Linked DNA regions of Oryza sativa: region 2 is linked to region 1. Evidence: chromatin contacts called from public ChIA-PET data. All regions are on one chromosome and are shown on one strand. Each heading gives the region's core, a stretch centred on a gene start, on an enhancer-like site or on the middle of the called end of the contact. The rest is flanking DNA. Distances are from core to core; before and after follow the strand shown. Region 1 holds the start of LOC4342988 (glucose-6-phosphate 1-dehydrogenase 2, chloroplastic). Region 2 holds the start of LOC4342993 (protein ROOT INITIATION DEFECTIVE 3).

The links. ChIA-PET counts read pairs in DNA pulled down with a chosen protein or histone mark.
Region 2: an H3K27ac ChIA-PET map of leaf shows a contact between it and region 1, with 9 times the contacts expected there. The contact joins the promoter of LOC4342993 here to the promoter of LOC4342988 in region 1. A contact is called at or near these places in 1 of 15 Hi-C or Micro-C datasets (leaf) and 1 of 4 datasets of contacts at active chromatin or transcription factors (leaf).

The regions. Positions count from the first base shown.
Region 1 is chr7:12,701,543-12,707,961 of ASM3414082v1, reverse strand. LOC4342988 (glucose-6-phosphate 1-dehydrogenase 2, chloroplastic) reads left to right here and starts at 2,995. Exons shown (of 10, transcript XM_015791602.3): 1 at 2,995-3,292; 2 at 4,716-4,951; 3 at 5,034-5,128; 4 at 5,240-5,354; 5 at 6,160-6,365. The coding sequence starts at 3,136.
Region 2 is chr7:12,835,707-12,842,604 of ASM3414082v1, reverse strand. It overlaps LOC4342993 (protein ROOT INITIATION DEFECTIVE 3), which reads left to right and starts at 3,378. Exons shown (of 9, transcript XM_015792263.3): 1 at 3,378-3,658; 2 at 3,750-3,863. The coding sequence starts at 3,449.

The DNA of each region.
Region 1 (6,419 bases), core at 1,746-4,245:
CCAACAACGAACTTCCAATCGTCCCCATAGAAATGGATCGACGAGGGGCAGGGTGAGATAAAAGAAGATCCACTCGTCCCTCGCGCAACCCTGAAGGTGACTTCCAAGAGGGTCACCGAACGTCTAACAAAATGAAGCTGAGAAGAGATAGAAACATGACCTCCTAGACAACGCCTCTAGGGAGGTCACGATGCTAGGAGCGCCACCACCACCCGTCCAAGGGATTGGACCTGGTTTTCAACAGGAGCGTCCTGCTAGGGAGAGGAAGAAGGGAGGTTTCACGACAAAGCCCCCAAGGGGGGATGTGACGCCCAAAGGCACAGTTATTGCCAACAAGAAAGATGACCTCCTAGCTGTTCGGAGCCTCCCATCCCTCCCCAATGCCGCAACCCTAGCACTCCCCACCAAACAACCTTCGCCAACACGTGAACTCCACTACACTTCCTTCGATTGTGGGGAAGGCCCTTTGGGGCCTCCGACTTCTACAGCCATTGTGCCAACGCCCCTCCGCCGGAACCTCCGCAACATCAACGCTCCCGCAGCCAGCCTCTCACCTCTACACGACACCACCACCTATGATCCATGCCATTAACAGCCTTGTTGCAAGGCAACTAGCCACTAGGCACCCCGTGTGAGGGTGTCCCTCCTTGTCATCAATGTCGTTGGCCACACTCATTTTCGATGTCGTTGGACACCGAGTCGTCATTGTAGGACTCGAAAGCCGCGCCCCACCAAGCCACCACACCATCTTCGCGCTGCCCCACCGACCCGCGTGGCCGCTCTTCGGCCGGATCTGGCAGAGAGGCGCCAGATCCATCTGCATCCTTCCCTTTGGCTCCACGGGAGTCGCCGTCGTCGCCCTACCAGGCTTCTCTACACACAGTCCTAGGCGGCGATAGCATGGAGGCCTGAATCTGTGGCAACTAACCTCATTCTCCGGCGTTAGGTCTAGCCCGCCACCAGGGTCATCGCGATCGCCCCTCCTCGCCAGATCTGCGCTAGGCACCCTCGCCTTGCCGCCGATGGCTAGAGCTCGGCGAGGGCACGCTAGCTCCAGCCCACCACCATCGTAGCCGTCGCCGCCCTGGGATTGGTCGTGGGCTCCAACCTCCGAGGCCTCCATGGAGAAGGGGGAAGGCCCCACCGCCGCTGTCCTTACACCAATTTTTTATTTGTAATAATTAATTATATCTAAATTAAATAATCAGTAATTGGAAGCTGGGATTTATCAAAATAAGAAGGACGCTATTGGTTGTAGCGTCCAGGCTTGGATGCTGTTGCGCTCCACGTCTAGGTTGGGACGTTGTTTGGAACGGCGTCCACATCCTGAACTTTTTTCTTAAACGGCTACCAAGATTCTTCATGTGAGGATTACATTATATTTGGAGAGTGTCGTTTTGAGTAGCATCTAAAATTTATTTATCATGGCCCAGTTTTGCAGTAGTAGTTGTAAAAATTGCTTACTACTCCCGACTAATAACAAAACAAGAGATGGACAGCGAGATCCATCAATGATTCGATGCAGCTGTTATTCATGAATTTTATGGGCGGTAATGTTAACTGTTAATTGAAATTACCCCTACATAAACTTAGCGCCTATGAATCTGAACTACTCAGTAATGGAAGCTTCAGTAAAAAAAAAATAAACTGAAGGAGTCGGATTAGAAAAGGACACTGGCAGAAAAAGAAACAAATGGGAACCGCCATGGTGACTTGGTGAGGGACAGCGGGCTCGGCCAACAGACGGCGGCAACAACCTCAAAGCGTGAAGACGAACTGCTACAGCGTCAGGATGGACAGCGTGAAAACGAACTGCTACAGCGTCGGGATGGACATAAGTCGCAACAGTCGGGGAGGAGGACCACAGACGGTGGCCGCCTCCTGGGAGATGAGGTGGAGGGCGTCTGCAGCCTCCCAGATCGAGGAGGGCGGTGGCAGCGGCACCTCGACCTAACCCCGCCACGACATTGGGTCCGATTGCCTGCTGCGCAAAGAGATTGCGGGCGGGAACGCCGGATAAGATCAATTTTATTTTTATCGCTGTTTACTTCCCTTTCATACTAGAACAGTGGAACAGTAGTCAGCAGAGTATCAGATTGGACGCCGTTTGGAACAGCGTCCACAGGCGGACGCTATTGACAAGTATGTCCACATCTGGACGCAACGTCCATCCTACTTTTGTAAAATCAACATATGATTTATTAAATATTTAATTCAAGGATTATTAATTATTAAGAATAAAAAAATCGGGTCCTTACAGCTACACGGTTTTTGGCCGCTACTCGAGCAGTGGTGAGGCGGGAGGAGGAGGAGGTAGCGTAGAGGCGGGGGTGGAGGGGTCGCCCCTGCCCTAGGAATGACGTGGGGGAGGGAATCATACGGAGTTATAATCATTCCTTGAAAACAAACTACTGGACTATAGAAAAATTCTAGTTGGTTTTCATAATTTTTTTTTCAGAATCCACTGTTCCGGGCTCTCACTTTTTTTTCCGAGGTTATCGAACTAAAAACTTGTAAGAAAGAAAAAACAACAAACTAACAGAAACGTTGATAGCAATTTGGCAGCTCGACGGCAGTCACGGTGGCAGACCCAACAATTAGTCTAGCGAAACCAAGAGGCCAACACCCATCATCATCATCAATATTCATCATCCATCATTCCATCTCCACTCCACGTGCCGATTGAATTCCAACTGGAACTGGAGGGAAGCCGACTGCATCAGAGTGCTAATATGGCCACGACGACCACAAGAGCAAGCACACAGCTCGTCAGGGTCAGCCGAGCAAAGCCAACCGCGGCTGCCCAGCGGTGCGAAAAGGCCACACAATATACCGTGCGCTTTTGACCCCCGCCCCCGATCGGCCCAGCAGCCACCGCACCCCACAAACTACGACGCTCGCTCCCGTCCCGCGGTTAATATTATTGTTATTCCACGTAATCCCAGCCTTGTCCCTCGGCGATCTCAAGAGCCCCCTCCCTCTTCTTCTTGTCCTGTTGGCGGCTAGACTTTCGTCGATATCCCCGATAAAATCCACCCGTCTCCCCTCCTCCCCACTCGCCTTCGCCTCCATCCTCCTCCTCCTCCTGCCGGCTTGCATCCGCTCTTCCTTCCTCCAGGAGGAAGGCATACAGGCATGGCGCTCTCCTGCATGAGGTGCTCCCCGGCCGCCGGCGCCGTACGACGAGGATTGGCATCGGCGGCTCCGCCGGCGGCGCTCTCCTTCGCCAGATGCGGCCTCCGTAGAGCGGCCGCGCTCGGGTGGCGCGTCGCCGCCGTCACCACTACGGGAGGTCGGGTCCCCTTTCCTTTTCCCTTCCTTCCTGCTTCTTAGTTCATTTGCTCGTCTCCGCCTTTGACCCTTCGTCTGTCGTTTTTGAAAATCGAGGGGACACCCGCCCCCTTTTGGGTTGCTCCTCGCATCCTGCGTGGGCTGACTTGCTGATTCGTTTGCCTTGTATCCCTATCCGCCGCATCGCATCCTATCCGCCGTATCGCATCAGTTTCTATGATGATATTCATCTCCTCGCAGTGCCAGATGCAAATGTAATGGCTAATTGGCTATGCGGAAACAAGCCTTGTTGCTGCCAAATTGCGGCCGTTATCTTATTTTAGAGCCGTAACTAGTGGTCATGCAGTAATTCTTGTAAAAAGAAACGCCATATGTGATGAGATAGGTCTGTGTGATACCATTTCAAGTAGTTAATTCCTTTTTTCTGATATGTTTAAGGTTTATTTCCACCAATTCTTGAAATGTTTTCCAGAACACAACATTATGAGCATAGTGCATTAGTTGCTGAATTCATATATGCAATGTTTTAAGTGTCTGTCTCGTGGCATCATAAATTTCAGAAAACTGCAACTATAGTGACAAAACTATCAGTTTGCTGCAACATTAGCAATATATTTCAGTGGGAAAACTGCTACTTTTATGTGGTATGCTACTACAGGACATGTAGGTGACAATAGTAAGCTTGGGCCATGTAAAAGTTGCAGTTTTGTGATAATTTACCACGCCATTGTTGCAGCAAACTGAAATAGGTCGTTAACGTTGTAGCATACTGATAGTTTTATCACTATAGTTGCAGTTTTCTGAAATTTACTCGTTTTTTTTAACAAGATGACATCATTGTTCATTCAGAAAAAAAAGGTTTATATATTCACAACTCCACCGCCACTGCTCGGCTCATCTCTCCTTGAAGAATTGCCATTGAAGGTTGAGAACCCTAGGTAGTTGTATTTTGAAGTCAGTGATCTTCTGGGGATCGTAACCCTTTCTGCATGCTATGGGTTGTGATTTGTGAAGCAGCAGTTGGATGAATGTTAGATTACTGTAAGGTGACTTGAAGTAGAACTGCACTAGGTGAAGGAGAGCATCAGTCTGGGAGGAACATATTTAGAATAGAAGGACTTTAAGGACTATGTTTATTCCTCTTTTGCTTGTTTAACGAATGTAGATACAATCCCATCCTACAGATATGATGATTTGATCCTTATTAATCCCTAAATTAATGGGGGGTGATAATTGTGCGATCTTATCTTAAGGCTGAAACTGTTCTGCTACAGTACCGTTCAAGCAAAGCTCATGCATGAACATTAATACTGCACGTGAAAATTCATCTGAAACTTCCAGCACATAGTGGGTATTTCATGTGATGAAGTTCGTCAAATAGCTATCACATAGTCACTCTTTACTTATCTTATACCTATCAATAGTGCAAGGTGCCAAGGATGCTGGTCTGGAGAAGGCTGCCAGAAGTGCTTCCCAATCAAAGGTGGAAAATGGCTCACCTTCAGAAATCATTTTAGATGATTTTGAAGACTTGAGCCCTCTATCAGAAAATGATGACTCCACTGTTAGTATCACTGTAGTCGGAGCATCTGGTGACCTTGCCAAGAAGAAGATATTTCCTGCACTTTTTGCTCTATACTATGAAGATTGTCTTCCAAAGGTTTGTGTAAATATGCTCCAAACTTATGATATCATTTCAGCTACTCTTGTTAAATCTAAGGGAGAGTATTTTTCTTTCTTAGCATTTCACTATCTTCGGATATGCACGCAGCAAGATGACAGATGCTGAATTGAGAAACATGGTCAGCAAAACACTGACATGCAGAATAGATAAAAGGTGCTTAACTAGGCTGGACTTATTAACCATAATTCTTAACATCCTTAGGTAAATGGAGCCTTTGTGCATACATTTTCATCAGTGATGCTTGAAACTATTCTTTCTTTCCAGGGAAAACTGTAATGAGAAGATGGAAGAGTTTTTAAAGAGATGCTTCTATCATTCAGGCCAATATGATTCAGAGGAGCATTTCATGGACCTTGACAAGAAGCTGAAACAACATGAGGTTTGTATATGCACTTCATGTTAAAACAAGAATGAGTCATTAATCGTGCTTCTAAGAAAAAAAATCATATGGTAACATTATTTATTTTTGTTTGGATAAATTCTTCATAGATCCTGCTTTTCAGTTACATAATCTTACTACTTTTTTTAATGAGCATTAATATCTAAAGATGTATTATCCCTAGACTGTAAATACACTAGTCCATTGAGAAAGCACCAGCAAATTTTTGACACATTGAATGCAGAGAGAAACATTGCAAAACAGGATCCACTTAGCTAGCATCTAAATCAGAAAAGCATTTGTGGGTTACTCTCCACTTCTGAAAAGCAGAAATTGCTTTCTTGTGCTTATTCTTTAAGTTGCTGCGGAAAAGCATCTGTGCATAATAGTGTAGCTTACTCCCTCCGTTTCACAATGTAAGTCATTCTACCATTTCTCACATTCATATTGATGTTAATGAATCTAGACATATATATCTATATTGATTCATTAACATCAATATGAATGTGGGAAATGCTAGAATGACTTACATTGTGAAACGGAGGAAGTATTTGAGAAATATAAGATTAGACAAATTCAGCTATCCAACCATTATTTTGTGGGTTGCCTTTTGAAGCAGAATAGTTTCTTTTTACAACCTGGGTTAGAAGAAAAGCAATTAGCGAAACACCATAATTGCTAAATGCAGTTGCTCCAATCCAGACTATAGTGATCTGCCTCTATGCCAAGAAGAGCTTAAATTCATGCATGCCCATGGCCATTTTAAATTTGACAATCTGAATGTATTCTTGTACTTCATCTGCAGGGTTCCAGAGTTTCTAACCGTCTTTTCTACTTGTCAATACCACCAAATATATTCCTTGATGTTGTAAAATGTGCAAGCAAATCAGCATCATCTGGGAATGGTTGGACAAGGGTAATTGTTGAGAAACCTTTTGGTCGTGACTCAGATTCATCTTCTGCATTAACAAGGGGTCTGAAGCAGTACCTGGTAGAGGACCAAATCTTCAGGTGGTACATGCTTCTAGTATTTGAGATTGTGTTCATCAGAATATATATTCTAAA
Region 2 (6,898 bases), core at 2,129-4,628, 130 kb before region 1:
TACTTCTGAATGACTGTTCCCTGGCGGATTTCATTGAATGAGTTCATGAATTGCTCCTGAGCGCTCTTCATCACTTGCTCAAACTGCTTCTTCTGTTCTGGTGATAACTTATCTATATGGGACAATGTTCGCAGTCTCGACTTCAGATGATGGTTGAGTAGTCCTTGGAGGTTTTGGATGCTTGGTCCCCGGAGGATTTGGAGGCTTGGACCATGGAGGGTTTGGAGCCTTGCCTGTCGATGCCGGTGATTGTTTTTCTGCCATGAGAAAAAGTTGTCGCAACTCGGTCCCACTGGGCGTGCCAAAAGCGTGTTGATGTGAAAAACACACACTGGCCTGGAAGATCTACTTAACTTCAGTGCAGGTCCAAAATCTTGCCTTTAGGTTCGTGAACGTGCCAATTGATTTGATCCTACAATCAGCAAGAAAGAAAGACAAGAAAAACAACGGTTAAATCCATAAACGATAACCGATCGACTAGTCGCCGATGACATATCATTTATCTTCAAGCCGATGTCATATTTGAATCGATCGGTAGTCATGAGTAAATAAGATAAGACTAAATCTACTCGATCGGCTATAGATATTGACAACATATAATCCTTACTTCAATACATATTTAAACTAAATGATTGGGATAAATTGGTCGCCATGCCGAGATAGTATAAATCACTTAAGTCGAAATATAAAGTAAAGTACTGATTATATAGATGTTTATAGCATAGCTGATCAAATAGATCTAGCATGTATCGGCTAATACTCCGATACCACTCTATATTAAAATATCAAGACAAACAGAATATTGAAACAAGAAGCCTAATATAACTTAATGCAATAAGATCTTAATATAAAGGGCATATCTAGCATATTAATTAAGCATATGAGATATAAAGTAGCTAAATCAAGTAAGATCGGTTGAAACCCCGATACTATCTCTCTCGATAATCATAAAACAAGCCAGATATCACAATTATAAGTAAAACTCAACAGATTGAACTCAACTGATGCAGCATTAAGCATAAAGATAATCGTGGGATCTAAACAAGATGATGAAAACCTCTAAGTGATGGTGGATACACGATATAATCTAACTTAATAACCAAACATAACACTATCGGTCACTTCCTGACAATAAGAACTACCCGATAACAAGTTATATAACGCAACTAACAAAGACTGTAACGTGTATATGATAACTCGACGAATTACATAAACATGATTAGAGTGTCATAAAGATGGAAGCACTAATCCTGAGAACGCAAGCCGCCATGATAAGTTTACATCTAGTTGAAGATCGAATCGATGCAGCTCAATCCGAAAGTAAGAACTCGTCGAAATAGAACGAAAGTAAACAGGGTGGCGATGCGCCGAAATTGTTATTGAACGTGTGTTAATTGATTACATGGGTTCGGGTCCTATTTATACCCGAGATTACAAAATATGTCCTTGCCGGACACGACTCTTATATCTAACAAATTCTAAGATACCATAACTCTTTGCGGCAGACTTTTGCCCAAACATATCTCTAAGGAAATTATAAAAATATCCTAATTAATAGATACAATTGCCTTTCCGAGAGCTTTATCTCCATCGTGGCAATCCTTGTGAAGCATGTTGATAGATTCTAGAAACAGCCCCAAAGCCATCGCCACTGGAATCGGCTGTATCAACCCCATCGGCTGTATCGGCTGTCCTTGATCCGATCATCTTCAGCCGATTCAGACTGAAAAATCGATTCCCCGCTGCTACCTCATCATTTTCCGCTTGATCTTCCTTTCCAAGGCTTTAATTGAATGGATTTAATCTCCATCTATCCATCGCCATTTTTATCCGAGTTTTGCGGTCCGATTTTGATAAAAAAAAAGGAAAGAGGAAATCAAGTAGATAAAAAACCCTAAACCAATTTTGGAAGATCGAGAAAGATTCGACTAGATTTAATGGGGAGGATCAGCTCGACATCGTACGAGGAAGGGACTATCTTCCGAAGGTTGAAGACGACAATGGGTTGTGCGAGTTGGACCTACAACTCCACGTTTGGGCTGGCCCGAAGAGTGAAAGGCCGAGCGTAGTGAGGTAGCGAACCGGGATCGGGCTGGAAAGGAATGAATGAATGAGCTTTCGGTCCAAAACCAAACGAGTATAATGTATAGCTATCAAAAACGTTTTTACCCGTTGCAACGCACGGACATTTTCCTAGTCTGTACTATTATAAAAATTGAAGATGTTTCCGCGGTCCATCATCCGTGTTTGAGTCGGTTATAAAAATTAAAGATATTTCTGCGGTTCGTCATCTATGTTTGAGTTGGTTTTAATTTTATGTTTTGGTTTTAATCTATATCTCTTTTCTATCTCTATCTCAACTATTATAAAAATTGAAGATGTTTTTGTCGGTATTTTGTACGTCATCCGTGTATGAGTCGGTTTTTAAGTTTATTTGCTTTTGAAAATACATATCCGTATTTGAGTCGGTTTTTAAGATCGCTCACTTTTGGTAATACAGAAGGAATCATATAAGAAATCTGTTTAAAAAAACTCACATGCTAACTTGAGACGATCTGACTCTTAACTGCAGCTCATGATTTTCTATATATATATCCAAGCGAACTCCCACAGTGAATTTCATCTTAACTAAACCATATAACAATAATAAGATTAAAATAGACTTCACCTGTTGCAACGCACGGGCATTTTTTCTAGTAAGAATAAAATATAAAAATTGAAGATATTTTTGCCGGTACTTTGGTACGTCATCCGTGCATGAGTTGGTTTTCAAGTTTGTTCTTTTTGGAAATACAGTTCCGTATTTAAGTCGGTTTTTAAGTTCGTTCGCTTTTGGAAATATAAAAAGAATCGTATAACAAACCTCTTTTAAAAAAACTCGCATGCTAACTTGAAATGACCGGACTCCTAATTGCAGATCATGATTTTCTGAGAAAAATATAGAGTCGGTTTTTAAGTTCGTTTAGTTTTTAAAATATAGAAGGAATCGCATAAGAAATCTCTTTAAAAAAAACTTGCATGCTACCTTGAAACGATCAGAGTCCTAATTGCAGCGCATGATTTTCTTAAAAAAATATATATCCAAACGAGTTCTTACAATAGATTTCACCTTAACTAAAATGTATAACAATAATAAGATTAAAATAACTTTCATCTGTTGCAACGCACGGACTTTTTTTTTTTTGGTTAGAATAAAATGTATGGGTCAGCCGGGCCGTGTCTCGTGCTTGGGTCGTGTCGTGCCGGCCCATGGGTTGTGGTAGCCGTGCCGGCCAGCCCAGTCCTAGAGTACGGCCGTGCCCCGGCCGGGTCTTGGTCCGGCCCATTTGACAGCTATACTCTAACCCTAAGTAGGTCGCCTTGGAGGCGCTCCCCCTGCAGGGCCTTCTCCCACGCGGCCGCGCCATCACGTCCGCCGCTCCCTGTCTTCCGTCCCCTCCAACACACCATGGCGCCGCCGCAGCAGCTGGTGCTCGCGGCCTCTTCCACCGACGCCGGCGTTGCCGCGTGGGACCTCCGCACGGGCGCCGAGGCCATCCGCCACCGCACCTGCGCCTCCCGCCCCCGCGCTCTCACCGTCGTCGCCGGCCGCTTCCTCGCCGCCTCCCAGGCCCCCGCCGGCAACTCAGCACCCATCCACTACTACCACTGGGACAAGGTAAATCACTCGACCTTAACCCACGGTCCTTTAAACTCACAAAACCCTATCTCGGAGGCGGAGCTTCATGTCCTTTGTTGGTCCCCTGCAGCCCCAGGTGGCCGTCAAGAGCTTCCCGGTTGAGCCGATACGCGCGCTCATCGCTGATCCGGAGGGGAGCTACCTCATCGGCGGTGGGATCTCTGGCGACATATTCTTTTGGGAGGTCAGAGCATTTGCTATTGATTTCTTCTTCTATGGTAAAACACTCGCTAGTTTTGGGGAACAAACAGTTGTCATTGCTGCTTTTTGTGCACTTTGTGTACTGTTTCGGAAGGTTATGGTCGTGTTTAGTTGTTTTGGCAATTTTTTTTGACGTATACGGACACACATTTGAAGTATTAAACGTAGACTAATAACAAAACAAATTACATATTCTCCCTGTAAATTGCGAGATGAATCTATTAAGTCTAATTAATCTGTCATTAGCAAATGTTTACTGTAGCACCACATTGTCAAATCATGGCGTAATTATGCTCAAAAGATTCATCTCGTAATTTACCTGCAAACTGTGTAATTGGTTTTTTTCGTACACATTTAATGCTCTATGCATGTGTTCAAACATTTGATGTGACGGAAAAGTTGGAAGTTTGAAGGGAACTAACCACAGCCTATACACCCATGGTTGTTTAGGTATATTGAGTAATTTTATTTAATCATCAGTTTAGTTTTCATAAAAAAATAACCTTTATTGTACAATAATTCAGTCTTGTCGTACTGTGGTGGTTATGTTGGAGATGCCTGTTCTGTTTGGGCATTTGAATTTTGGCATTCAGTGAGATGCAACTATGCTATTTTCTGAAGAACATACATATTTGGGAAACTCGTGTAGTTCATACAGGGTGTGTTTGGTTGCCCGGACACATGAGAGATGCAGTGAATATCTTGTTTGGTTAGGTGTGCTCGCGATCGAGGATGAGCAGATGCAATTCGGCCCCAAGAGCCAGGCCTAAGAGATGCAGGTTTTCACCTTTCGCTTCTCAGCCAGGTCTGGCTCATGTGGCCGCGGATGCAAGCGAGCACGTGCGGGTGCAGACAGTGCAAGCAGGGCGCATCCCTCACCCCATCTCCCATTTGCATCGACTTGCCTCACCTCCCAAGTCGCATCATCGTTGCCCTCCTCTTCTCGTCGTCATCTAGCCCATCCGCTCCTTTTCTCGTTTGGATTCGGTGTCTACGACCGTGCACACGCCGAATACGGCAGCCCCAACTGCTCAGGTGCCAGATCTGGCCAATGCGGCGGCTCGAGCAGCAAGGCATGGGCTCAATGACGAGGGTGACGATGGACCTCCAACTTCCAACATGCCTCTGCTGCTGTCCTCTGTCACCAAGTTCGTCTCATCGTCGCTGAGCTTTTCTCCACCCTCAACAAGCTCATCTTCTCCCCTTCTACCTGGAGCCGGAGGCCACTAGCACTTGTCTGTCAGATCCGGTGTTGGGCTGCTGATTTGATGGCAGTGACACAGCAGCCGTCGAATCCAACTGAGGCAGCGAGCTAGCGACTGTCGATACAAACCGAGCAGCCGGCGTTTCCACTAGAGGCCACCAAGATGTTGTGGCCACTTTCCCATTCCCTTTCCTTTTTTGTTTATTCCTTTATTCGTTTTGTTGTTTTCATAGGCTCATACAGATAAATAGATTCATATATGTATACATACAGTAAAATAATGAAGTAAAGATGCTACAGTATATAGTAGTAATTTGTTTCAAGCAAAAATAGGATGATTTTTTTGGCATACAAATTTTATTGCAACTTTGTGTTTTTAATCTTTTTAAAGAAAGCAGCCTCAACATGCAAGCAAAGGGGTAACTGCACTCAAAATTCATAGGCAAAATTTGCTACAGGACACTCAAAGTTTGTGCAATTTGCTGTGAGATATCCAAAGAACGTGTATCTTCTTGTCGACAGACTGCAAAAATGTGGTAATTAGCTGTTCAACACTCGAGACATTATTTTATTATATTTGATAAAAACGCGGAGAGAGATTTAAAAAGGACAAGTTTGCCCTTGCCTGCTCTTTCTCCACCACGGCGCGCGAGCGCTTCTTGGGCCGGCGAGGCGGCGCCATGCCACGGATGGCGATGAAGTCCACGACCATCTCCTCCCTGGTGAGCGCAACGGAGAAGCTCCTGTTCCTCGCGATCACCGGGGACAACGCATGCGGGTGCAGCGTCTGTCCTCCTCCCGCCGCAGCCGCCTTCCCCCCCCCCCCCCCCCCGGCGCAGCTTCGACGCATTGGGCGCCACGGTGGCGGAGCGGCGGGTGCGGAGGTTCCATGGCCGCGACGGTTTGTCCTCTTCCTCCTGATGAGGCACGCCGCGCACAGTGCGGCGCCATCGACGCCATGCTTCTCTGCTGCGCGGGTGGGCACGTACGCGCATGCCTCTGCTCGCTCTGCCATGTTGCGCTCTCTGCCCGCACCCTCACTGTCGCTGCCGTGGACGCCCACGCCGTGTAGCAGCCTGATGTCGAGAACCGGAAGGTGGACTAGCGGGAGGCGGCGCTAGAAGCGGAGATCTCCTGTCCCTGCTCCTTTTCCTTCTCCGGCAACAGGGTGTGTGGCTGCTTCAGGGGCGCCGCCCCTTCCCCCGCCCACCGTCTACCTCCTCTGCTGCGCTCACCCACCGCCACTCCACCCTTTGCCGCTGGCGGCCTCCCAGGCTCGTTGAAGAAGAGAATAGAAGAGAGGAGAAGAAAGAAAAGAGAGCTGAAGCAGGAAGAAGAACAATGTCCAGGGGCATTTTGGTACTTTCTACGTTCTTTCTCTCGACGTTTTCACTGGAAATAATAAAATAATGCCTCGGGTGTCCAGTAGCTAATTACCATATTTTTGCAGTGTCCATAGGAAGATATACGTTCTTTGAGTGTCTCACAGTAAAGGCCACAAACTTTGAGTGTCCTATAGCATAATTTGCCAAATTCATACAACCAACCAAACAAAATCCCTAGCATACATGCATTAATATTCAACTAACCAAACAACATCGCACACGATCCAGACATAACTGATAATCAAACAAACCCTGTTGCATCAACTTGCATGTGGCTAGCCAGGCTAAACTCCACCAGGATGGGGCATACGGGTCAGGCTAAGGGCATACAAGCAACCAAACACACCCATATAGTGCATTTACGCCCGGGGCAATTTTTGGTGTTGCTAGTAAATTGACCTAGACTTATAAGCTTATGACATGTTATGG